Linked DNA regions of Zea mays: region 1 is linked to region 2. The links are chromatin contacts, called in public Hi-C maps. All regions are on one chromosome and are shown on one strand. Each heading gives the region's core, a stretch centred on a gene start, on an enhancer-like site or on the middle of the called end of the contact. The rest is flanking DNA. Distances are from core to core; before and after follow the strand shown.

Region 1 (6,885 bases), core at 1,572-4,071, 150 kb after region 2:
TTTTATTATAGTTTAAAGGATGTAAACTAGACTTGGATAAAGACTAAGAATAATCCAAAAGATCAAAACCTCAAGGAAGACAGGAAATGACTCATTGAAGACTTATAAGGTCATGCAAAAGTCCAATACATAAGATGGAACCAACTCAGACAAAGAGATCATGGAAAACTAAAGCAAGGGTTTGAAGGGAATCAGACTAAGGCGTTGGACCATCCCGAAAGATGTGTTAGACCATATGATTTAAAACCTAGCATGTGGCAATGAACAGAAGCGACTCGAAGCAGCCAAGGCATCGAACAATACAGTCACACTATTCATCTCACAGAGGCGTTAGACCATAACTGTTCATAGATCATCATAATATTGGAGCAGACTGACAATCACACAGAAAGGTTCTAGAGAGAGAAATTGGGTGTGGGACTGGCCCGACAATAGTGTTGGACCATGCATCGTAGAGCGCTGCACCAATGGTCGAAAATGGCTAGCTCTAAAACATTATTCACACAGTAACCATTGAGAGGCGTCAGACCATGCATAATGGTTCCATGGTGCACCCGTCAGACGGTCCAATGGTGTGAAGTGAGACCTACTACTCTTGCTACAACTAGTTCACTCATTAGATTAGTTATGCCATTTTATATAGCGCTTAATCTATGTCACATGTCTACACCTTGGTGCTTGCGCCAATCATTTTATTAAGAGACAACCGTGCATTGCTCTAGTGTTAGAAGTGAGGAATAGATATATCTACCCCTTTTGTGCTTGCGCACACTATTGTATTAATAACCACCATGTACCCAGGGAAACGAGTGAACACATAACGTGCATTGTCGTACACATGAAGTGTGAAACTTGCCTAGAGCAGCACTCAGACCTAGGTCACGGGTCTCCGTCGAGCATATTGGACGCTTCTTGTTTCTTTTTCAAAATCTCCATTGATGTTATTACCATGTTAATTTAATGTGCTCCTAATCAACCAAAACATTTAACTCCCATCATTTATCACTCATACTGTGCTGCAAACAATGTATTAGTTTACGTTGTTTGGTTCAGCTTTTGGAAAGTACTAGTGCCATAAAATTAGAACGCTAGCCAAGCGGGTAAAATCTAAAACTATTTTTTGTAGGAAGCAACTAGTATTATATAATATATTTTTACGACACTTTGGACTTTTTTTTGTCTTTCACCACTTACTCCAAATGGATGGAAATGGAGAGGTGTTTTGAGAGTCATGGAAGATAACGAGATAAAATATGTTTTATAGTTATTTTAACCAAATAACTTACACATTTTTATGGCTTGTAATAGTTGTTTTATAATCACAATAGTTATTTTCTCATAATTCACAACTAAACCAAATAAAACAGCTACACATCTTCTAGGCCACTTACTTTTAAAGAACATTCCTCAAATCAAATATCACCCAACCTTTCTCGAAGATGAATCATTGTTGTTGTGTCAATCTCAAAACAATTGATACTAACAATTTTGTTCTCAATTTTAAATTACAGTCCAGTCAGATTTTGTCTCAAGTCAACCTTCTATAACTTTAATCACATTTTTATAAGAATGTATTCATAGCTACAAATCCAAAAAAGTCCCATGTCAAAAACACATTATATAAACAATTTAACAAAGCAAAAATTGATTATTTAATTGTTGGTAGATATTTATGAATTTAATTAAAGTTAAATAAATTTTAGAGTTTTAAAACAAAGCTAAAGAAAACCATAATTTAGACTCTGTTTGGTTCTAGAGACTAATATTTAGTCCCTATTTTAGTCCCGTTTAGTCTTTTTTTCCAAACGGAAGGGTTAAAGTAGGGACTAATTGTCTTTAGTCTCTTAAAGGGTGAGACTAAAACAAACTTATTCCTCTATCTGTGACCTTTATTTATTGTTCTCTCTGTGACATTTTAAGTATATATAAAAGGGTATATCAGTCTTTCTTTGTTCTGAACCTATTTAGTTCCTAGAACCAAATAGTCATTAGTTCTAGGATCAATAGAAACCAAACATGACCTTAAACACAGACCGCGGAATAGTGAATACCGAGATTAAATCGATTAGTACATCTCAATTCTCAATACGCTGATATATCACCTCTAACCTCACTGGAAAGGGACACTCGCAAAAAAGTCCAACTTGTACATCACATCAACATCTACGCGCTTGCTTATCCAACAAGAGCAACCGATGTGCAGATTATTTCTAACAATAAAACACACTGCCTACTCCAGTAAACAACCACGGATTAGCGCACCTACTATCGCCATCACATATCATCACATGTGTCCACACACCACACCAATAATGCCCAGACTGAACATTCGTCTCCACCGCTGTTCTTTCATCCGTCTGATCTACTGCTCCGCCCTGCAGTAGCGAAAACACAAACACCAATACAAAAAAGGAAAAGAAAAGGCAACCAAGCGAACCAGACCCTCCCAACGGTCACCTCACCTCGCCCGCCGCGCCGTGTAGCCAGATCGCCTTCAGGTTCCACGACCTGACCACAACCCCTCGGCGCTCATCGTCATCCACCGCCGCCCGCGAGGTCCCCCTCCAGCCTTCACTGGGCGAAGGAGAAGGAGAAGGTGAAGGGAAACTCCGCGCGATTGCCGCCATTAACTCCCTCCCCCCACCCTTCTCGCAAGCGCCACCGGATCCGGTCCCTCCCCACCCGCCCTTTCTCCCCACCTCACGGAACCCCGCCCGCCCTTTTAATAGTTTCGCCCCACATGCGTGGCGCGAGTGCCGCCGCCTTCCGACGCAGCAGCCGCGGCCGGGATGTCGCGTATCCGTAGCGGGGTGGAGGTGGTCGCCAGTAGGGGGTGCGCGCGGATGGTGATCCCCGGGATGCATCACAACCCCTCATCCGCCGCATCCGTCTCCTCCTCCGCGGCATCGCGCGCGGCCCCCGCCGCCGGTTCCGGGCCGGCGGCGCATGCCGATGGGCCCTTCGCAGGCCTCGTCATCTGCGTCACTGGGCTGTCCAAAGGTGCGCGGTTTAGCTGCTTGTGATTTTGCCGACGAAGGTTGCCTGTTTGATGGTTTTTTTTTGGTATTCTCGGCCTGGTTACTTGCTTGGTTGCAGAGGCGAGAGTTCAGGTGAAGGAGGCGACGGAGCGGCTCGGGGGCGAGTACAGCGGGAGCTTGCACCCCAAGTGCACGCACCTCGTGGTTCAGATATCCTTTGCGCGACACGATCGTCGCGTGCTGTTAAAATTATTCTCTGCCCACTAGGGTACTAGTATTTGCTTCCCCAATCCGGCTTGGATGCTGTGGCTCCTTAACCTGCAGCACAGCTTTGCCGGACGCAAGTTCGAGCATGCACTGAAGCATGGTCCGAGGAATGGGCTATTCCTCGTTACGCTGGGTTGGTTTGTGGACTGCGTGAGGAGGAACAGTGAGTTCAAGCCCCATGAATCAACTTGTGACCTTCAATTTTGGCTGAAGTTACTGATGGTCTAGTGCATCATTGTATCCTGTTATGTTTTGACTGTAGTGAGGTTGGATGAATCCTTGTATGCCATCAAGAGCATTGGGGAGAATGGTGTGCCGCCCGGGGAGTTCAGCCGCCTTGTTGGAGTTCCTGTTAACGAGAAGTCTTGCCTTCCACCGTTGATATTTCAGGACAAGGCATGCTCAGATATGACCCAGAAGCATTCGCTCCAGACTCCTGGGAACGGTGGTGGTCATGATGGGTTGGTTTTTATGAATGACACAATCTACATTGACCCTGGGATATCTGATGAGATGAGGAAAAAGGTATGGTCCAACTAATTTCTTCCCACTTTTTCTGTGAAGCTTGTTCAATTAATCGAAGCAGCCAAACTGTAACTTTTAGGCAGGAAAAGAGTAATTTATATTATTTTTTATGGAATGTTGCATTTGCAACACCATTTGGATTGATGAATCTGTTAATACTTCATGCAAACAAATTGCTAATCAACTCAAGTCATGCAATGACTTCTCTGAATTTCTTTGGCTTATGAGGATTACCAAACCCCCTTCGTTGCAGATTTCTGACGCTGTTACTAGAGAAGGTGGAAAGTTGCTGGAGCACTGGTTTATTGGTTGCCCTACAACTTATATTGTCTGTGAGGATGTTTGCGTTAAGAGATATGTAGGCCACTCAGAAAACATTGTTACTGTAAGCAATAGTGCATTACCGTTCTTGCATTTGTAACTTGTTAGGTGCTAAAGTTACCAGAGTTTGCTTTGTCTTAACCTTTTCTCCTTCCAATTTATCAGCCGCTTTGGATCTTGAAAACAGTGAAGGAAAAAAACTTGCAGCGTCTTGTCCATTTGTCTTCCGACCTAGCTAGGCATGTTGCCATGGTTCTGGAAAATGTTCAGACATCTGAAGAGGTAAGTTACTATGTTGTACAATTGTACTCTTGAGCAAATTATCCAAAAATGCCTTTTGTGCCCTCACCAGCTAGAAAAAATCATGACCAACAAGGAGTTTTCATTTATATGCTTGTTTTATTATGACATTTCACCTCATCCTCTTTGTATTGGATCTGAGAAATACCGAATTTATTTCTGCCGTATTACATGATCAAACCCTTTGTTACCTATTTTCATAATGGATAGTATGGAGTACATAGTAGAGTTGTTTGAAAACAGGCACCTACCCTTCTGCGACATGTTTAGTGAGAAGGGACAAGATACTGCAGTATTGTGGTCCATGTAGAAGAGCAGTAATGGACCTGACATTGTTTTCTTATTTTGCATGATGAACAACATCATTTTTTCTTCAATGAATTCCGTGATGTATTGATCCTATGTTTTCACAATCCGTTGCATTTGAAATTGTATGCTTTGTTTATTGTTTGCGGTAAGTTTCTATTGCTTGATTACAACTGAAGTGACATAAGATCCTCTGTTTGTTTTAGAATAGGAAACTTGGAAGTGTACCTTCTATAAACACAAGCTCATGTGGTCGTCCATCAACCAAAGAGGAGATCAATGAAGTCCATCAAGCGAAGCAAAAGTTTGTTGAAGGAGCAAAGAAAGAAGTCCGAGACCGCCGTGCCCGTCGTATGCAGGTAAACGTTATGTTTACAAGTTGCAGATTTCGTTGGCATGCACCCACAAAACTGATATGTAAATAAGACAAAATTATCAGTCATCGATATTATTAATATGGTTTAGTCATTTATATCATGGTTATAACGAGGCATTGAATTTTTTTCATACTTAATTAGTCCTTGTTTCTCTTTTTTTTGTGTGTGAATTAATCTGCGTATGGGTTTCTTCTTTGTGTGCATTGCTATAAATCTGCATGTGGGGTCTTCTCACCAGCTGCACAGGCAGTTTAGTGGTCAGTATGGCTGTTAAAGTTGATTTATCACCCAGAAAAGATCATAGACCCAGAAAAGATTATAGGCACTATACAGTGAAGGCTGAGTTTCTGGTTCTTTGATAAAATACAGCACATTTATTTAGCTTCCCAGGCAGTTTAGTGGTCAGTATGACTGTTAAAGTTAAGTTAATTTATCACCCAGAAAAGATCATAGTACAGTGAACGTTGAGCTCCTTGTTCTTTGATAAAATACAGCACATTTATTTAGCTATTCTCTATTTCATTTCCTCAAATGAAAATGACCAACTTTTGGCTTGAAGCCAGTCATGTGAAGTAACCATTCATCCAATCACACCGGCCACACTTCTGGATTCAATCTGCTGGACAATCTCTGAGCCAACTTCATCTGCGTCAATTTATATGGACTCTTCGTGGTCCGATGATGCCAATGAGCAGCAAAGCACCACTTACTTTGATGCAAATGGGGACGTGAGGGATCCAGATCAACCTAATGACAATTTTTCCCGTCCACTGAAAGAAAGGTGACACACTGATCCTTAGTTGGAATTGAAATTGATCAAGCCTCGTCCGATCTGCTATTTTAGTTGCTTTCATTTGTTCTTGCAGTGAGCGAAGTGAGCTGATCTTCAAGAATCACTTCCTTACCATACTCTTCCCTGTTGATCGTTTTGGAGAACTTGGACCTTCCTCAAAGACGTTCTATAACAATGGTGGCTTTACGTGTATACAAGTACTGAATCACATTTACAACTTCTACCAGGTATATAACTACTGCACACTCATCGCTCCAGTTTGGACTCTTTTTGTCTTGTAAAACATTGATGGCAGTAAAACTATTTCTCGTTTTCACAGGAGAACATGTCAACCAACGAGATAGACATGGCCTTGCACACAGATTCCCGCCATGCTGACCGACTTCGATCTTTGTATTCGAGTGCTGAATCAGCAGAGAAAGGACTTGTAGCTTTCAAAAGAATAGACTTCTTAGGAAGCAGAAGAAGTTTTGAGGCACTAAAGCGCATCAACAGGGAAAATAGTAGTAATGTATATGAGCTTGTGATTAGGGCATGAACGCACCACACTCAGGTGCCTTTTTGTCAAAATTTGTGTTGACTTATATCTAGCGAGGATGTAGCATCTTTTGCAGAACAAAGATGTACTGTAGAAAATAACTCCACATTTCTTTCAGGAGCATATAGTGTACCGATAAGCCTGAATGTTTACTTATTAAACGATCCATTTTGAAGGCTACATGGGAAGATTTGACAACTGCAATTTATGTTTGACAACTGACGCCCAAAAAACGCTGCTCAAGTCTATGTAAAAATCTCAAAAGCGGTTGCATCAGTTCTCCCATACGGCATCCACGTCTGCAGAAAACACCGAGATCCATGTGCAACATTCCTGCAGGAGAACCAAATCTGATTCCCTGGGCCAGTGGCGAACGCAGAATAAAATTTCAGGTAGAGTGACACCATAAGAGACAAATCACGATACTAGACAGCTAGATAAAAATAGCTTCATGATAATAACAAGGTTAGATGATAATAC
Region 2 (6,453 bases), core at 451-2,950:
TTTTTAAAAGCAGCTAATTTTGCATAATACACTTTTAAAAACGTCTTAGACAACTTTCTCTTTTTCGAAACGACGAAACAAAGTTTTTTTTATAGTTGTTTGAAAAGAGATAAACATAAGAGGTACAGTTTGCGAGTTATTTAATATCATAATACCATCATCGTTCGCCTTCGCCAGTTTGGTACTCCGAACCCATGTAACACCAAATTAGTACTTCCAACACGCGAACGCCGTTATTATGGCATGACCACGGCTCTGATTGCTTTCGAGGTGTCTGTTTTCCAAACCTACCCCCCGTCGTCTCCTGCCCAGTGCAAGCCTGTCTCTCTTTCTCCTCGCACAACCTTTCTTTCTCCATTCTCCATCACCTTCGTACGCGCAGTACCTTTCGCCATCAATGGTCGATCCATCCCTTACCCGTTGGCTGTAGCTTCCCGCACATGTTTTGTTTATCCATTCTCTCGCATTTGCTGTTGGCTGCTCGATCAGTGGCTCCAGTCCTCCACGCTCTTGCCTCTCGGTGCCGGCGGCGGACAGCAGCCGACCAGCGAGCTTGCGGAGCTAGCGCGCGATGGCGGCGAGCTAGCGACGCGACTCCACCTCTATGGCACGCCCTCGCCAAGACGCTATCAGAGAAGACGATGTGGACGCTGGCCATGGACGCCTGGTGGGATAACCTTATTTAATTATCATATTAGTACTAACTAACTAATTATAAAAAAAGAGTGATGATGAATCAACTTATTCTATTTCATAAACTAAATAAAAAAGTAAATAGCGAGAAGATTATTCTATTCCATAAACTAAACAAATAAACTAAAAAATAAGTAGCGAGAAGATTATTCTATTACATAAACTAAACAAATAAATAAAAAAAGTAATTAGTGAGAAGATTATTCTATTCCGTGAACTAAAAAAAAGTAGTGAGAAGATAGTGGATTAGCTTATTCTCAAACCAAATGCCATATAAATTTAACTGATGAATCTCAGGGTTCTGATTCTGAACTGAAGAGCTCAAGAGACATTTGACTTGTTTGTTTCAGATTTTTTCAGCTGCTAACCACCAGAAGCTATCGCAGGCTGACAAACACCTAACTTTTCAGCCTGTTTATATAATAATCGCTTTAGTCAAAATCGTTCAAAATTAAACGTAAATATAGAATCGGCGAAGTCGTTACGATATAGAAAATCATCACTTTTACATTCTAAATATTATAGACTCTTTTATCTTCCTCCGCACGTAATCTCCACGATATTCAGACACCAAAAATAAATTCTTATAAAAGCTAACCAGAAAAAGTTGAACCAAGCAAAACCCGACATTGCGTGATTGTGTCATTCATGAGCAAATTACGCCGTCCGCAGGCAGCAGCAATGCGCACCAGGCGACACGAAGATCAATTGCAGTTGCAGAGCCTCCGAGTCCGTGCCAACTCTGCAGAAACGACACGGGCACCACTGATGGAATTTGAGCCAAAGCGCGCTCTGCATCCGGATAATCAGAAAGAGAGTCCCTGATTAATGGAGCCATGTTGTGCTCGTGGATGGCCTGGCCCTCCGACAGGACGAACCTCTCGATCGTCGTCATCGGAGCACCAACGATCATGGACCTGGACCAAACACCGAACCCTGGGCACCGCGCACGCCACTAGGACGAGTCAAAACCGTTGCGCGTGGGAATCCTCCATCGGCTGCACCAGCGGAGCCCACAGACCACAGTCACCGAGCGCCAAGAAGAACGCTCTGCCCGGCCCGCCGTGGCGAGTCCATCCAACGGCCCCGAGAAGCTGAACTGACCGGCCACCGCCCAGGGTCAGCTCGGTCATTCCGCCGCCGCTGTCGTGGTCGTGGTTCCGCGCCAACTCAACTCCACGGCCGCGGCGCTAGCATCCACTCACCATCGTCACTCGCCGCCGCTGGCACCACCCTCCACGCCCCGTCCGCACTTTTTAAAACTACGACCCAGCTGCCGAATCAACCGCCTCCCCCGGCGAGCGCCTCCTTCCTCTCTCCCATGGGCCCCCGCGCCCGAGCCGGGACCGCTTCGCCCACCGGCCGGTGCGCGCGCCATAGATAGATTCCACAAGCTTCGCGACCAGATCCGATGCTGGAGGCCACCGCCGCCGCCTCCTCCCCCCGCGCCGCGGCCGCGGCAGTCGCCGCCGGGGCGGCCGCCGCCGCGGTCGTTTCCTCCCCGCGGCGGGGTGGAGGCTCCGCGCACAACCACCGGCGGTGGGCCCCGGCCCCGTTCAGGGCTTGCCTGCTCGCGCTCTGGTTGCTGGGCTTCGCGCTCGTCTTCCTGTGGCAGAGCACCTCCGTGGGCCGCGTGCGGCTCTACACGCGCCCGCCGATGCCGAAGCGCGCCGTGGCGTCGTTGGGGCACTGGGCGGCCTCCCCGCCCGTCTACGATCTGAGGGAGTTCGGGGCGGTCGGGGACGGGCGGACGGTTAACACGGCCGCGTTCGAGTCTGCCATCGCGGCGATCGCCGAGAGGGGCGGGGGCAGGCTCACCGTGCCAGCCGGGCGGTGGCTCACCGCGCCGTTCAACCTCACCAGCCACATGACTCTCTTCCTCGCTGCTGGCGCTGAGATCCTAGGGATTCAGGTGAGACATTAGCTGCTATTTGCATCAGCTTTGTTTGGCTAAAGACGCTGCTCTCGGGTCTTTAGTCAATCTGGATTCGTTTGTGCAAGTATCTACTCTGGGCAAGTGAGAAGCTGAAAAAATTCCTGCTATTGTAGTATTCAATCATATTAAGTCATGAACATTCATAAGTTTTGCATGAAACGATGAGTTCATCATCAATCCAGGGAGTAATGCAAATACTAGGCAGTTTAATAATATGTATCAATAATTACCAGTATTGCTGAGCAGGACAGGCAAATGCCCTTTACACAAATAGTTTTTTTTTAAAATTGTATCAGAAATTCCTGCTAAGTTTATCACAAAAAAAACTGTCTAGGAGTACCATTTTCAACTACACTGCAAGATTTGTGGAAGAATGAAATTTGATTGAGCAAGGACTTACTTGAACACTGAAGTCATCAGCATGTCAAAGTTAGTTTGATAGGTTCCAAGGATCGTAGTAGTTAGTCCCAACATAATGTTTTGTTGTTTTAGGTCAGTTCAGAATTGGTTTCAAATAAATTTGGTCACTGCCTTATGCAATAGTCTGGTTCAAGTTAAGCTGTTTTCATGTTTTATGTACCAACAAGTTGTTTTGTACACTTCATTTCATTTGTTTTTGCTTTATTTGTCATGGACCAAATGAAGAAGAAAAAATCCGCATGTACATGACGTCATTCAATTAATAAAATAAGTATAGAGTCGACCTATTTACTTACAAGTGGTGATTGGCCTGGCCAGTAAACTATATACTTTTTTTTTTGTTTTTCTTACTGTATTTGGTTACCTTTTACTCCAACAGAGAAAGAGAAATTACACCGATTCTTCTTTTTTGTTTTTATAAATTTCTCTCAACCTTAGGCAATGCACTTCAAGAGTTTCTTACATGTTATTTTACTGGTACCTTTTTCAGTTCGGTGTACTTATTTACAATTGAGTTAACATTGGCGACTTCTTTATGTTACTTATATTCAAGGATGAAAGATATTGGCCCTTGATGTCTCCATTACCATCATACGGCTATGGAAGAGAGCACAAGGGACCTCGATATGGGAGCCTTATACACGGCCAAGACCTGAAGCATGTGACTATAACAGGTAGTTTGTGTCTTTTTGTTCTTATTCATATGGAATATGCCAAATTGATTCCATCTTGTATACATTTTGGACCGTACAAAGGCATAGGAAGCGCTGAAAGCTTTTGAAATTAAATTTGATACTTATTTCATGGGATCACTTAATCTCTAGTTGTACTCGAATTAAGTGGATTAATTTGACCTTGAGCAATACATTCATGGTAGTGTGGATTTATTCCACTGAGGATATGCTAAATATAACTAAAATATCATCATTTGTAGGTAACGAATGTTGGCGTTATTGCTTGTTTATCTTCTGCAGTCTCATTTTCATGAAATTGTAATAATATTTCAGTGGGCTCCTCTGCAAAATAGGTCATAATGGTACTATAAATGGACAAGGTCAAAGTTGGTGGGTAAAATTTCGGAGAAAGCTCCTTAATCACACAAGGGGTCCTCTGGTGCAGCTCATGCGGTCAAGTAACATTATCATTTCTAATATCACTCTTCGTGATTCTCCCTTCTGGACTCTTCACACGTACGACTGCAAGAATGTTACTATCTCAGAAACCACCATCTTGGCTCCAATTGCTGGAGCTCCAAATACTGATGGGATAGATCCAGGTTACTCCTAATGCTTGCAAAGTTTTCTGATTATTGAACTTTATTCATTTCACTTATAGCTGCATCCTGTAGATTGTATTGCAATCTAGACTCCACTAAAAATTTCAGCAACAATAGGGGCCCAAGAAACCTGCACTGCATGTCCATGTTCTCTTGAAGCCTCTTTTTTTTAAAAGTTTATGCTTCATTAATCAATCTGTTTGTTATTCTTGATGTATATGCAGATTCTTGTGAAAATGTGGTGATAAAAAACTGCTACATTTCTGTTGGTGATGATGGGATAGCCATAAAGAGTGGTTGGGACCAATATGGAATTGCTTATGGCCGTCCATCAGCTAATATTACTATCCAGAATGTCGTAATCCGCTCTATGGTCAGGTAAGATATTAGGTCGCTTGCTTATTCTGTATCACTTTAATACTGTATAACATATGTATGCATGACGTGTTTTGAAATACCATTGGATAGTGAATGACGCTTCTTGTCATGAAGATAATATTTAAGAGGTGTTGCGAGTTTGTTAGATATTTTGTTTGTATACTTCAGATACATACCACTTGCTGGTTATTTGTTCTATGTTACAGATATACCATACGTACTAGGATCATTTATTTGTCTAGACTTGAACTAGCCACATAAGACATTTGTCATTGTTGGTTTATCTTTCATGATCTGGAAATCAATCAACACCACTATTCAAACCTTAATAAACCAATGTGACTGTATGTTTGATCTTTTTTGTGTTCTGTGGGCAGTGCTGGAGTATCGATTGGAAGCGAGATGTCTGGTGGTGTCTCGGATGTTTTGGTAGAGAATGTTCATGTCTGGGATTCACGGCGAGGCGTGAGGATAAAGACTGCACCTGGAAGAGGGGCCTATGTAACCAATGTCATTTACCAGAACATAACCTTTGAAAACGTACGTGTCGGTATAGTGATAAAGACAGACTACAACGAGCACCCAGACGAAGGCTTCGACCCAAAGGCCGTCCCCACCATCGGGAATATCTCTTACACCTCAATCCATGGGCATCGTGTGCGAGTACCGGTCAGGATACAGGGAAGCGCGCAGATCCCTGTGAAGAATGTTACCTTCCATGACATGTCAATCGGTATAGTAGACAAGAAGCACCATGTTTTCCAGTGCTCCTTCGTCCAGGGGCAGGTCATTGGCTACGTTTTCCCTGTGCCTTGCAAGAACCTGGACCTGTACGACGAGCGGCGTGGGCTGGTTAAACAATCAACGTTACAGAATATCTCTGATATCGACTACAGTTTCTGACAATGGCATTTGATACCACTGTACTATTGCTGTAGGTGTATTCAGTATTCACAGCCGTCACAGTCCTTTCCACACATTTAGAAGCAAAATTTTGGGTAGCTTTTACACTCTTCACCTCACAGTCAGGCATGTATCTAAGGAAGATCGACTTGACCATACTGTCTCGTAGAGGGACGCCAGGAATGTTGCCTTTTCACTTTTTTGATCACTGTATGATTACACTTACTTGGTTACACAGTCGACAGTACACTTTTGATAGTGCTTACTGTTCATGGCAGACTACATTTACCTTGCCCTTTTTAAAACAGATGTGGATGTATATGTATTTGGTAGTTTGAACCTGGAATGGTTGGTTCTTCTTCCAAGTTGTCTTCATATGAAGCTGGGTTTGTCGAGACAACTTCAAAAGAAGTGGGTATTCATGATGTGAAGTGATTTAGCAGAAACAAACAGAGATATTTTAATTTGGCCAAGACAGTCTTTTACACGCGCAAAGTTTCCACGCATTCGTGCGATGGCAGGAGATGGGTGCGGCTAATACCATATGCTTTTATTTGAATTTTCTAAAATTGAAGCTCAGACTTGCAGTTTGAAGTTTCAAACTGTGTTTTTTTGCTGCATAGCTAAGGGACAATAAATGTGACCTAAAGCAGAAATTTTAGGTAGTTTGGAAACCCAAATTTTCTTGTGATCCCCTCATTTCCTAGGGTGAGTAATCTCTAGGTGTTAGTTTGGGAGCTCTATTTTTCTAAGTAATTTCTATTTTCCCAAGAAAAATGAACTAATTTCTCTTGAAAAATTAAAATCTTTTAGGTAAATGATGTTTCTAAACTAGCCCTACGAGTAA

The links. Hi-C and Micro-C count contacts between places; a contact is called where the count stands out from the background.
Region 1: a Hi-C map of tassel shows a contact between it and region 2, with 2.4 times the contacts expected there. The contact joins the promoter of LOC100277983 here to the promoter of LOC103632812 in region 2. A contact is called at or near these places in 2 of 25 Hi-C or Micro-C datasets (leaf and tassel).

Annotation. Positions count from the first base shown.
Region 1 is chr7:126,757,886-126,764,770 of Zm-B73-REFERENCE-NAM-5.0, forward strand. LOC100277983 reads right to left here and starts at 2,822. Exons shown (of 2, transcript XM_020541165.2): 1 at 2,463-2,822; 2 at 2,018-2,375. The coding sequence starts at 2,627. The coding sequence ends at 2,211. It overlaps LOC103632816, which reads left to right and starts at 2,420. Exons shown (of 10, transcript NM_001346529.1): 1 at 2,420-3,000; 2 at 3,097-3,188; 3 at 3,306-3,408; 4 at 3,508-3,770; 5 at 4,024-4,155; 6 at 4,257-4,373; 7 at 4,904-5,056; 8 at 5,638-5,855; 9 at 5,941-6,094; 10 at 6,187-6,420. The coding sequence starts at 2,790. The coding sequence ends at 6,405.
Region 2 is chr7:126,607,284-126,613,736 of Zm-B73-REFERENCE-NAM-5.0, forward strand. LOC103632812 (probable polygalacturonase) reads left to right here and starts at 1,701. Exons shown (of 5, transcript XM_008654546.4): 1 at 1,701-2,605; 2 at 3,603-3,723; 3 at 4,077-4,325; 4 at 4,550-4,703; 5 at 5,081-5,965. The coding sequence starts at 2,105. The coding sequence ends at 5,606.